4 separate regions of the Mus musculus genome follow, and all the other regions are linked to region 1. A link is a contact called in public Hi-C and HiChIP or PLAC-seq data. All regions are on one chromosome and are shown on one strand. The core of a region is the stretch at or near the end of the contact, and the rest is flanking DNA. Distances in the headings are between cores, read along the strand shown.

Evidence for each region. Hi-C and Micro-C count contacts between places; a contact is called where the count stands out from the background. HiChIP or PLAC-seq counts read pairs in DNA pulled down with a chosen protein or histone mark.
Region 2: a Hi-C map of Th1 cells shows a contact between it and region 1, with 3 times the contacts expected there. The contact joins the enhancer-like site here to the promoter of Ptch1 in region 1. A contact is called at or near these places in 2 of 39 promoter capture datasets (cranial neural crest and second pharyngeal arch cranial neural crest), 17 of 484 Hi-C or Micro-C datasets (the AML12 cell line, B cells, DN3 thymocytes and 11 more), 13 of 115 datasets of contacts at active chromatin or transcription factors (the 230-238 cell line, bone marrow-derived macrophages, craniofacial prominence and 9 more) and 2 of 9 other capture datasets (liver and pancreatic islet).
Region 3: a contact with region 1 is called in a Hi-C map of the N1E-115 cell line, with 4 times the contacts expected there. The contact joins the enhancer-like site here to the promoter of Ptch1 in region 1. A contact is called at or near these places in 2 of 39 promoter capture datasets (cranial neural crest and frontonasal cranial neural crest), 2 of 484 Hi-C or Micro-C datasets (the N1E-115 cell line and muscle stem cells), 2 of 115 datasets of contacts at active chromatin or transcription factors (craniofacial prominence and pancreatic cancer cells) and 2 of 9 other capture datasets (adipose tissue and liver).
Region 4: a contact with region 1 is called in an H3K4me3 HiChIP or PLAC-seq map of embryonic stem cells, with 7 times the contacts expected there. The contact joins the enhancer-like site here to the promoter of Ptch1 in region 1. A contact is called at or near these places in 9 of 39 promoter capture datasets (the 3T3-L1 cell line, 3T3-L1-derived adipocytes, cancer-associated fibroblasts and 5 more), 22 of 484 Hi-C or Micro-C datasets (B cells, the G1E-ER4 cell line, the MC3T3-E1 cell line and 16 more), 20 of 115 datasets of contacts at active chromatin or transcription factors (bone marrow-derived dendritic cells, bone marrow-derived macrophages, craniofacial prominence and 10 more) and 2 of 9 other capture datasets (adipose tissue and pancreatic islet).

Annotation. Positions count from the first base shown.
Region 1 is chr13:63,564,180-63,567,221 of GRCm38.p6, forward strand. Ptch1 (patched 1) reads right to left here and starts at 1,556. Exons shown (of 24, transcript NM_008957.3): 1 at 1,183-1,556. The coding sequence starts at 1,341. RefSeq lists an enhancer at 2,115-2,294.
Region 2 is chr13:63,792,086-63,795,127 of GRCm38.p6, forward strand. No RefSeq gene overlaps it. Among named protein-coding and RNA genes, the nearest start is that of Ercc6l2, 22 kb to the right of the region's middle. Within about 2 kb of position 1,461, at least 15 of the 459 cell types and tissues checked have an H3K27ac peak or open chromatin away from gene starts, as enhancers often do. A contact at or near this core is called in Th1 cells, Th2 cells, centroblasts and 1 more, where this site is marked.
Region 3 is chr13:63,334,895-63,337,936 of GRCm38.p6, forward strand. All of the region lies in intron 8 of Fancc (Fanconi anemia, complementation group C), which reads right to left. Among named protein-coding and RNA genes, the nearest start is that of Mir3074-1, 35 kb to the left of the region's middle. Within about 2 kb of position 1,622, at least 61 of the 459 cell types and tissues checked have an H3K27ac peak or open chromatin away from gene starts, as enhancers often do. A contact at or near this core is called in the N1E-115 cell line, craniofacial prominence and muscle stem cells, where this site is marked.
Region 4 is chr13:63,718,105-63,721,146 of GRCm38.p6, forward strand. The region is part of intron 4 of 1700024I08Rik (RIKEN cDNA 1700024I08 gene); the gene reads right to left. Among named protein-coding and RNA genes, the nearest start is that of 1700024I08Rik, 15 kb to the right of the region's middle. Within about 2 kb of position 1,612, at least 59 of the 459 cell types and tissues checked have an H3K27ac peak or open chromatin away from gene starts, as enhancers often do. A contact at or near this core is called in the G1E-ER4 cell line, adipose tissue, embryonic stem cells and 2 more, where this site is marked.

The DNA.
Region 1 (3,042 bases), core at 306-2,805:
GAGAAGCCCAACACTAAAGAACCCCCAGGAAACGTCCCCCCTTCCCTAAGTCCTGCTCCAGCCTGTGGCCTCCTCCAGTGCCCCGGAGGCCGAGTGAAGGGCGCAAGCGCACTTAGGGACAATCTACAGCAACCGTGGTCCATCTGGCCCCGGTGTGGCTGTACGCGAGGTCCACGTGGTGAGCCCCGCAGCCAGAGTTCGGTCCACACTCTTTTCCACAGCCTTAGGAGACACCGCGGGAGCTCAGTTAGGAAATGCGGCAGCCATCTACAACTTACACTATTTGTGCTCGGAAGAGGGCGGCCACAAGGATCTTTCCTCCCTCTCCCATTCCCTCCTGGTGAACTCTTTAAAATAGCCGAGTGCACAAGGAAGAGGCCCAGGCCGGCGCCGGCGGGGGTCCTGGCTGGGCGCAGGCTGCTCTCCGGGCGGCGGAGCCCGGGGTGCTGGCCAGGGCCCCTGCGGGCCCCAGGCTAGGTGCTTGCCTTCCCCGGATTCCACACATTTCAGCCAGCCTCGTAAACACAATGAACCCGGCCGTTCCGCACACCCGTACCGAAGATTTAAGGTGGCAACTTGTTTACAACTGCCCCCCTCCCCGGCAGGCTGGGAGAAGAGGCGGCCCAAGACCTGGAAGAGAGGGGACGTCCTCTCCCGAGAATAATTTTTAAGGGAGCAGAGATTTCAAGCTCAACGAAAGCAGAACCGGCTGCCAAAAAAGGAAACCACCTTTACTTTGGCTCCCTCCCCTCTGTCTCTCTCCGCCTCTCTCCACTCCGCCTCCCCCTCAAAGAGGTTAAGAAATGTGGCAACGCCGAACTTTAGGCTGCAACCGTGGGCAGGGGCGCGGGAGAAAGGCGCTGGGGCCGAAGGCAGTGCCGCATTGCGGCCGCCCTGGAGGTGGTCCACTCAGGACGGTTTCCAAAGCTCCGGAAAAGGCACACCAGGGAGGGCGTGTGCGCGCGCACACACCACACACACGCACGCACACACACAGGCACCCCTCCACCCCCTGCGGACCTCAGACAGCCCTTTCCTCCAAAGTCCGGAGGGAGGGTTTGAATTTTTCAACCTTCACTTGTCTGCTGCTTTCTCAGGAGTGTGTGTGTGTGTCTGTGTGGCAGGGATCCCAAGGAGGAAGAAGAGGGAAAAGTGAAGAGGGAGGAGGGGACAGAAGTGCACCTTGGAAATCTGCTCCAGAGCGAAGGCGGCGTCGCAGTAGCTGGGCCGGTGCAGATAGTCCCGGTCCGGCGCGGCGCGGTGCGGTCCCCCGGTCCGTCTGCGCCTCCCGCCGCCGGCCTGCCTGCCCAGGGCCCCGGCGGCGTTACCAGCCGAGGCCATGTTGCCGCCGCCGCCGCGGGCTCCGGGCGCGCCTGGGCGCTCGGCTCGCGAGGACGCTGCTGGCCGCCGGGGACTCCGGCTCCGGGTGACAGACCCGCTGCTGCCGCTCACACGGCGGGCGCTGCGGGTGCTGCGGCCGTGGCCGCTGCCGGGGACTCAGACCCTGCGCCTTCCATTGCCACATTGCGCGTGAGTCCCGAGGTCTTTGCGGCCGCCGCTGCCCACATCCAGCTCGCGGGAAGGCGAGAGCCGGCGCTTCCAGGGCGCGCCTCGCGGTCCCCAAGTCCCCCCCAGACGTCCCCGCCCCGCGCCGCGACCCCTTCACGGCAGAAGGCGCGCGCAGACCCCCGCCGCTCGCGCCGGCTCCCTCGGCGCCCGCTGCGGGCGACGCGACGGTACCCGGCGAGTCTCAACGATGCCGGGCCGGGGCTGCCGCTGCTGCTGCTGGTGCTGCTGCGGCTGCGGCTGGAGTTGGCGGTGGCGGCTTCTGAAACGGCTGGTCGCTCTCTGGCTGCTGGGTTCGCGGTGGCTGCTCGGTCCCGGACTCTGCTTTCTTGTTCTCCTCACCGACCCGCTGGACCATTCTGCCCCCGCGCCGCGCGCTTCTTTCGCTACCGGGACCTGGGGACTCCGCTCTGTGTGTGTGCAGCGGGCAGCGGCCGCAGCAGCTCCTTGACTCAATAGATGAGATGGAAGAAGAAAAAAAAGAACTCTCTCCATTTGGAGAAAGAGGAGGAGGAGGGGAGGGGGTGGAGGGGGAAAGAGCGAGCGAAAGAGAAAAAGGCTGGAACTCCCGCCCCCGGGGCTGTCAGATGGCTTGGGTTTCTGCAACGCGATTGGCTCTTGGAGGGCAGAAATTACTCAGCAAACATGACTATTATTAGCTGCTTAGCAACAGCTCACCAAAGTAGAGAGACCACCCAGGTAGGCAACCCCCGTGTGTGCATCCCAGGCTTGGGGGTGGGGGGGCGCTCGCTCAGCGCCAACCCTCTCGCATGCAATACTTCCATTAAGGAATGCTCCCCCCTCCTTTCTTTCTTATTTCTTTTCTTTTCAACAGTGTCTTCTTTTTCGAGACGCCTTTTGCGAGCGCGCGCGCACACACACACAGACACACATACACACGCACACACTCACACGTACAGGAGCATTTGCCTCGCAATAGACATGAGGGATAGGTAATATATTTTTTTAAGCGCTTAAACAATTTCTGAGATTCCTCAAAGAAAACCCTTTTAGAGGCACTTTGGCCTCAAGCTGCAGCAAATACTGGGAGGTCCGGCTTGAATTCCCAGGCCTGCACCAATAATGACAGGGTGGTGGATAGTGCGCCAGTGTGTGCCAATTTTTTTTTCTCCTCTTTTCTTTTATAACCAAAGGCAAGACTTAGACTCTCGCAGGGAACAACGCCTCGTATTAAGATAAACAAAATGGAAAGTTAAAGAGGCGAGCAAGGATGTTGGGAAAAGCCAGCCCTTTTAAAAACCCCTCTCACTCCTCTATCGCCCCCCTCCAATACACAATACAGTCCAATTTGAAAACGTCTATAAGGAGACTCCAGACAAGTCTGCTATTTTATTTGAATTTTTAATATATAAAAAGCAAATCTTTTCAGCAGGCCAGAGAAATGGAAATGAGAGATTTCCTGATATTTGGAATTCGTCTGGATCCTCATTAATTAATCACATTCTTAAAGTCAGT
Region 2 (3,042 bases), core at 211-2,710, 230 kb after region 1:
TATAAACACATTTTGACTTAGAACTTCCAAGATTGCTTTTGGTAATGGATCACCATTACCATAATGGTATTCCCATTATCATAGCACAGAAACCAAACTAAGACATCTTAAACAAGAAGACTTATGTCTAGAGAACACAACCTACTAGATATAAGCAAAACTGCAACTCCCAGGGCTGAAGTAGGAAACCAGGCTCATAAACATGATAAATCCACCAGTATAGATGAGTCTGGAAATTAGGAGCTCCAAGCGGTCAAGCACACTTGTGTGTGTTTTATGTCTTTAAGTCTTTACCAGAGAACCTTGATTCTCACAGTGAGGCTGAAGGAAGTTCCTGTGTGCTTCAACAGAAAGCCTAAAATGAGTCAGAGCACTCATAAGGCCTGTCTCAAGAGAGATCATTTGCCAGAGCCCAGATGCAGGCTTGGTAGAACCTAACTGTCTAGGAGAAGGAATACATCCATTATTATACCTCTGTAGACATTCTGACCATCTAAGCATGGGGCATTTCTGAAAAGCACTGCATGGTCACAGCCTGGGTGCGCACTGGCTCACCAGAAGACAGCACAGCACAGTGGACCACAGATAGCTTTTACAATACCTTCATTACAATAAAGGACCATTTTTTTCTTTTTCTTTTTTACTTTTCTTTCTTTTATTTTATATTAAAGGACTATTTCATGACAGGCTTTCAACAAAAACAAAGTAACAAGCTACATTAAAAAGCAAAATATAAAACTATGTGCATGCATGCATATATAAAGTCCCAAACTAAAACAACAAAACCTCCAAACATGGATCCGGAATAGGCACTATCACCAAATTCAGACATGGTTGGATACTGGGATCAGCAGCTTGAAAACTTAAAGCAACCATGTAGAAATGTTTTAAGGCTCTCACAAAAAACCATCAATTATCACGTAAGAACAAATAGCTAATGCAAGCAGAAAGGGAGGTCCTAAGAATGAATCAGAGATGAAAAATCGAAGCAAAAATGAATACATTTCACAGGCTTACCTCTTGACAGAACTGAGCTTAAGGCCATAACAATAGAAAGCTCAAAATAATATGGAAAAGATTGAAATAAAATCACACAGCTATCCAGCAACTGTGGATGATCCACAGAAGATGTGATGTATGCATGGGGAGCATAAGAAAAAGAGAAAGGGAAAGAGGCGGTGTTGGAAGCCAAAGGGACTGTTCTTTGTGTGCCTGTACACTGAGCATCTGCACACATAGTGACATTCTTGGAAACAAGAGGAAAACATAACCATCCGCTCTCAGATGTATCTCTGAGGAAAAGATGCTCTGCTTTCCCTGCCTGACTTATCAATTTATCAGCCTCTGGGCAGTGTATTGACCATGGAGGGAAAGCTCCCCTCCTTACTCTACTGATCAAGCTTTGCAACTTCTGGAAAGTCCACTTTAGATGCTCCCTGTATGACTCAGTGCCGTGCTCACTGCTGATAAATAATCTCATTATGACTCTCCACTTTGACAACTTTTAGTAGAAGAAATGAGTTGCTATGTAGATGTTTCCTTCAGGTGATTTCTCCTCAATTATAATTAGTAAGTCTACTCTGAGAAAGTTTCCTTCTGAAAATTACAACGTTTGTCCATCAATGCCAAGTGCTTGTTTTTGCCAGTCTCTGTCCCTCAGAAGACCAGTGACTACGATTTTCTATCGTAACAGGAGTTTTTAAAAGATGTCCTTTTTTTAGTGATCCAGAGTTTATGTGTGTTTCCAATTTTACGAGGAGGAGGAAGCTGAAAAGCTGCCATGTGCCTGGTGTGTCTGAGTGCAGTCGAATGAAAGACAGACTTTGATGTGTGATGTGGAAAGCAGCTTCTGTTGAAGGTAACTTGAAAGCCAGTAGTTATATTGGGTTGCCATATGTCATTTAGCTCATGTAAAACCTTTTGTAGAAATTGAATCCCATTGTGAGGTAGTAAGAGAGTAGAAACAATCTGATTCTGTTGTTGGAGGTGGAGCCTTGGTGAAGTGATTAGAGTCAGATGAAGCCATTAGGGTGGAGACTCTGACCTAATGCTGGCAGCTTTATAGAAAGAGGGAGAGACTAGTTCTCTCTCTCTCTCTCTCTCTCTCTCTCTCTCTCTCTCACACACACACACACACACACACACACACACACACACACACACATACACACACACAAACACACATGTTTCTCAACATGTGCTACCCTGCACCATCTAGATGCTGCCAGCAAGAAAGCTTTCACCAGATACAGCTCCTTGACCTTGGACCAGAACTGTGAGCCACAGTAAGCATTTTTCCCTCCATTCCTCTCTTCTACTGTCCATCTCCCTTTCCCACTTCTCTTTTCAGACCAGATTCGACTGTACAGTCCAGGCTGGCCTTGTGATCCCTATACCCCAGTCTCCCAAATAATTGGGGTGCATCTCTGCCTAGTTCTTAACTTCTTTTTATTACTAACTTAACTATGGTATTTTATTATTAGCAATAGAAGAGAGATTAAAACATAGGTTTTCTATTCTCAGTTGCCTGGGGAATCTTGTATTTAATTCTGGTACATTTGCAAGCAGATATAGATCGTCTGAGCACTTGGGGAGTGCCAGAGAGTACAAGTATAAGACAAAGCTATGAGGGACTAGGACTGAGCATTGGCAGACGATCCTAGGGCTTGTTGGAAATTACAGTGAACTATGAGAGATTTTCAAAGCACATATTAAAAGACAGACATGGTGGTGCACATCTGTAATCCCAGCACTTGGGCGGCTGAGGCAGGATTACAGGTTCAGGGCCAGCCTTGCCACATAGTGAGATCTTGTCTTTAAAACAAAGATTGAAAGTGAAGGGGCAGAGTAAAAAGAAACATACAAGGGGTAGTAGAATAAAAGGAAACACAGAGGAAGATGAACATGACTAAAAACAAAATAAGTGAGTGCTGCGTGTGAAATTAATAATAACATTTTAACACAAATTACTTAGTTTTTAATAATTTGTGTTAAATTTAGGCCATAGCAGATAACTCAGTTGATGCATAAACCTTATTATAA
Region 3 (3,042 bases), core at 372-2,871, 230 kb before region 1:
CTTCTAGGTCAGAGAACCAAGAAGGAAACAACAGATTCTCGAGTGACCGCTCAAGTCCGGGACAGATTCCCCTTTCTAGGCTGAGTTTAAGGTTGTTTGATGTTTACTCAGAAAATGGTCATTTGAGAAAATCAGCAGAGAAGTTTTCCCTCCAGTTTGCCCACCAGAGCATCGGCCCATCTCCCATGGAGCCAGCTCACCCTACTCTTCTGGCAAGAGACGGCCCTCTTTGTCCACAGATATGAGTTAAAAGGCAACTACAGTCACTACAGAGCCACAAATACATACAAATCCAAACAAAACCAAAGAAAGGCCTCTTCTGAATGAAGAGCCACATAGCCTTCATGGTGAACTCCTTTGAGTTAAAAAAGTGATTTGGCTTTAGAAAAAAATCTACTTATATATATATAAAAAAAGCCATTCACATCTATAATGTAATTATAAAAATGACTATTTTTATAAATACATACTTTCCTTATGGCATTTTCTTTTCTATTTTTAAAACGTTAAACATAAAACTAAACAACCCTTTCACGTTTTAGAATCTATTTTGTTTTAAAAGATTCAGGTTTCTTACAACAAATTTGAGCTTTCTTTTTAATCTTTACCAGATGTTGTTTATACTACAAGCAATTTTTTTCAGTACCCCATAATGCAATTATTGTTTAATTAGTGATAAATCTGTCATTCTTGGGCTTAAAAACCTTAACAAGTACCAAATGTCCTCTTATGTTGTAAGTTTACATGAGGTCTCAGTGTCAAGCAGAGGAGTGGGGGGTGTAAGTTACAGGATGTCCAGCTTTGCACACTGGACAAATACCTCCAGGTCTAGTCTCCGTATGTCTATGCTCAAAAGCAGTTTCTTGGGTCTCACTGCTCCTCAACCTGGCCTCTGAATAGGAAGAACTGCCATGGTCCACTATTTCTTGTGGTCTGTCTGTGATCCTTCTCCCATTCATCTCCCAGGAGCTACAAAGCCTGGAACCCCATGAGTGAAGATTACCCTGCGCCCTGGGTTTTCATTGGAGATAATGCTGGAGTGTCTGGTGCCCCCCTGAGGTTAACACTGGAAAGTGCAGTCCAGACCAAAGCCCCACCACACTTGTCTAGTTAACCAAGACTAAGCCATCCACTCCAGCTCTGGTTTAACTGCATGTACCACATTAGAGTTCAGGCAAGAAGTACACTAATGAAAATGCGGGGAAAGAAAATGCTAAAACATTAGAGAAACAAATCCAACAATGTTGAGGACAGGAGTAATTCTTTGGCTGTATTTTAGCAATGGGATTTTTCAGGGAAGTTTCTCCTTGTGAAGCTGCGGTGACTGCCCTCTTAAGAATGAGGACACTTCCTGGCCAACAGGAGGAACACACTGAGCTGTCTGAGGCTGGCATAGACAAAGACACTTTTTACTGAGCTACCAACTCTTCCAGGTAACAGTCTCTGACTTAAGACCCTGCCTCCTGCCTCCCATGCAACTACTCTTTGGGGTAGCTCTCCCAGGCCCAACTGCGGTGGCTGCCAGCAGGCGGATCAGCCCGTGAAGGAGTGCAAGGGAGGGCATGGGAACCAGGGTGCTCCTGGCTCTGGCACGTAGCACAGTGTAGCAGCCAAGCGCAGGCCACCCCACCACCCAGCTGGCCCTTTTCACTCAAATAGGGAACCCAAACAATAGCCTTCTGGGCTCCACACACAGAGCTGTAACGAGAAAACAGCCTCCTTGATACAAGCTCAGCCTGGGCACAGAGCACAGTGCCAAAAGGGAGGCATAATTAGCAAGTGGCTTTCAATACTTCTCCTGACGTCAATTTTTAAGGTCAGGTCTAAGGTTAAGGATTATGGTGTCCTGGTGACTGCTCTCTCAAAGGAAACACAAGACCGTCTGTTTTGGAACTTTTAGTCTGCATAGTAAATGACAAACTGGGGTTAATACCCTGATCTATTTGGGGCCACCAACTGTGGCAGGCAGCCATGATATTGGGGACAATCTAAGGTAGAGAAGCCAAAGATTGAACCTTAAACACAAACCGGTTTGAGAATGTATTTTTATTTCACAGGCTCACACATGTGCCTGCACACACATCTTGTTTGGAATTAAGGTGACTAGTCTCTTATCTTATTCATTCATTGCCTTAACGGAAACTGCCAGACCTCTGATGTCTCTAAAAGGCAGAAGGACATTCAGGGAGATCATTACACTTTGTACAACTCTTTTATCTTTTGTTTTTGCTATATTTGGGTAACTATAGAATTTCCAGAACTCATTCTGGATAGTCCCAAGAGATGGGAATATAATTAACAGTGCTCCACACAAAACACAAGTTATGTAGACCATCACACTTTAATTACTGTCAGAATCCAGCACTAATGCAATTGGCATCAGGTTTCCTAGGCAGCAAAGTGCAGCAGTCTAGCTGGGTCTTAAAGATCTGATACTGCACATGGCCCTGTCAATGCTGGAAGATGCTGCGCTGCGATAAATGAATCAGATGATGCAATTAGGAAGCAGGTTCTTCAGGTTACCCCTGTAATCACTCAACCAGGTCACGGCTTATTCTACCCTGCTGGGCTCGCAGGCTCTCTGGGCTCAGGATGGCAGAGGAGAACTGCCTAAGCCAATCAGGGGCTTCCAGCTTGTTGTCTGTATTGTAATTATCTCCATGAACCTCACGGCATAGAGAGGTCACATCCTGGCAATGCCACAATAAATTAGACCAAATAACACCCCCTTAAATCCCTCCCTCAACCATAATAAAAGCTCTGAAGCTCCCACACATGATCCTGATAAACTGCTTCTAAGCTGCGTGACAAGGAAGTGACAGCCAACTCCCAACCCAGACTGAGGTCCCCATAATACAGTGTCTGTGGGAGGGGCACCTTCCTATGTTCTCTGAAGGATGACTTAGGCTGAAAGCTTCAGCTAACAGATGCAGACAAGCATCAGAGAAGAAGCAGTAACACTAACAGACAGTCAGGCAGTCCATGGGACCGGGGAGCTTTCCACTGAGGGAAAGGATGATGACGAAAAGGACAAGCAACCTG
Region 4 (3,042 bases), core at 362-2,861, 150 kb after region 1:
CACTTGAAACCCCAGTACTCAGGAGGCTGAGTGGAGTGTTATCACCAGTTCAAGGCCAGTGTGTGCGGCATAGTGAGAACAGAGGTGGTGGGAATAGAGGAAGAAAGGGGACAGGGAGAGAAAAAGAGGGAGAGAGGGAGAGAAGAGAAATAAAACTAATTCATGACTCTCTGAGGCATTTCCCTAAGCAACTCTGACCTGAGAGTGCAGCCAGTTGACTGAGATCATCCCTGGCCATTCCCAATGGACACTCTTAAACAGTGTTGATTATATTGCATGTACTTGTGTGTTCTCTATGTACATGAAGGCATGACACCTGTGTGGCGCTCAGAAGACAACTTGTGAGAACTTGTTCTCTTCTTCCACCATGTGGGTCCCTGGGCTTGAACACAGATTATCATGATTGGAGGCAATTACCCCCCACCAGCACTGGCCACTCCCCCCCACCCCACCCCCTCCCTCCAGTCTCACTGTGTGACTCTGGCTGGACTAGAACTTGCTATGTAGACCAGGCTGACCTGGAACTCTACAGAGATCCATCTGCTTCTGTCTCCCAAGTGCTGGCATTAAAGAAGTATACCACTAGGCTAGGCTTGTGGCAAGCTCCTTTGACCCACTGAGCTACATCGATGAACCCTGCTCTCCTCCAAATTTTATCATAAGGAATAGGGAGCTAGGTTTTTGTTTTTGTTTTTGTTTTTGTTTTACCTGCCTATTCTCTCTGGTCTGTAGCATAGGCTACCCTGGAAATCACTATTTAGCCGTTATCTGGCCTCTAGTGGATGGTGTTTTTCCTCCCTCAGGCTCCAAATGCTGGAATCAGACATGACCCAACACACTGGGTAACTTCCTATTTTCAAGAGCAATAACTTTGTCAGAATGTTCCTGGTCGTTAATAGACACTTCCTGAGGTCTGCTCTACACTGTTTTTACACAGTGCCCCAGCATCAAGAACTCTCTACAGCCTGCTAAGGGAACTCAGGACATAACCTTTTAAGTTCATTTATACTTCTTAGACACCTTTTAACAGAGTGTTCTTAACTGAATAGTTTTGCCCCCAATAGTATCAGGAGGCAACTTTCATGGTTAATAAAGATTGGCTGCCACTGGTGTCTAGGACAAAGGGCAGGGCTGTATTCAACATCCTCAGATTCAAGGCATGGCTCCTGCAATGTCCACAACTCTGAGGCTCAGAAATCCTGGCCTAACATCTCTCCTTCCTGGGAGCTGATGTCTCTGTTTGAGAAAGTCAGGTTTGTGGGGACCTGCAAGGCTTATTTCAGCAGAGAACCAAATCCTTGATGGTACCTCTCTGCTTCTGGCTGGGAGCCATCTCTGTCTGCTGTACCCTGGCTTGGGTTTGCATAGAGATCTACTTAAGCCCTTCTAAAGAACCCTTGAAGCAAGAGCTGGGCGGACTGTTTGACTGTGACTAAAAGGGGAAGGGAATGCGTTTTGGAGGGGGGGGGGTTGAATGCTGAACTTTCAACCCTTCTTGGCAGTATTTGCTGGTCAGAAAGCAAAGCCAGCTGTAACTTGGACAGAGCTATACACAAGCAGACAACAGACTGCTATCTTGCAAATTGGAGGCTTTCGATGGCTTCTCATGTGGGCATTGGCCTCAGGCAGGAAGACCACCCACAGGCAAGCGCACAACGCCTCCCAGGAGGCCTCTAATCACCCACCCTTCTGGCCACCTGTTCTGGGGCTGCTTATCAGATGTGAAGGAGCCAGTTAATAACCATTTATAAGCTATAAATGGAAGTGGCCGTGGCAGGGAGCTGATAAACATTTGGGGGCAAATTATTTGTGTTGCTGGACTGTCATTTGCACCCCTCTTGAAAGTATGTGTTTCGGGTTACAGGATGTCCAGATGGCTGCTTGTGGCCAGCCCTGTCTGCTGAAGGGCTGGGACTATGATCTCCACCCTACTGTGGATACTATGGGCTGCTTGGAGAGTGTTAGCCTTCCCGGGCATCAGCCCTGTCTTTATAACTCTGAAGGAGAAAGGAAAAGTCAAAGCTCCCTAAAGGATTTCATGCCATATGTCTTGGGAATCTCTGATCTCAGTTTGGAACTAAAGGGGATTGACTGTACTCAGCACTGAGCTAAACAGGAGCGAGCTTTGTAGAAACTCCAGTCATTGGTGTAGATTTTAGATCCCCCCTCAAGAGATGGAAAGGATGGTGAGATGTCATCTAAACTGATACTGACAGTCAGGCAACTGCAGACCGTGACTTGGGAAGAACATTCATTCCACAAGGTGCTTTCCAGAAGTCAACATGGCTGCAAAGCAGTCAGCTTTGCTGTGGTCTCCAAAGGCCCATGTGTTAAATGCCTCTCCCCTCCTCCCCCATCTGTGGGAGGTGCAGACCTTAAGAAGTAGGGTCTAGTGGGATGAAATCAGGTCACTGTAGTGTGCTGGTTGAAGGGGCTACCTACGCCTTTGTCTCTCCAGTGGGATAAGCAGTGCTCCTGGCCATGAGGTGCTCCCACAGGCACAGAGGAAGCTACCACAGACTGGAAGCCCAAACAACCCGTTTTGCTCTAAGTTTTGATCCTCTGATGCATCTGTTTCAGTAAGGAAAAACTAAGGCAGCCATATTAACTAGGGTTGGCAACTGTGAAATTCAGAGGCCAAAGAGGATCTTGAACAATGGAAAGGGGTGCTGGGTAGAGACAAGGCATTTGAATAATAGAAGTGACACCTGGTTCTTTCATTTGAGAGCTGTAGTGAAGCAGAGCCAGCTGTTCTGCCTTTATCGTCCCAGACTGGATATGACCAGAATTCTTCAAGATGTCAAGTAGTGGATACTACTGAACTGGTGGCTGCTAACGTAGAAAACATGATCAGAGTGCCCAGGCCCAGTTCTGGACCTTAGGTTCTCTGTGACCTGGCTGGGGTCTGCATACAACTTAGTAAGTTGTGTACCTACGCCCTACCTGGGGAGCTACTATATGAAGTGTGGCCCACAGCTGGGCCCTGGGAGTCTGTGACTGGCTGGAGAACCATTTGAGGCCACAGCAGAAGGCTAACAGGGT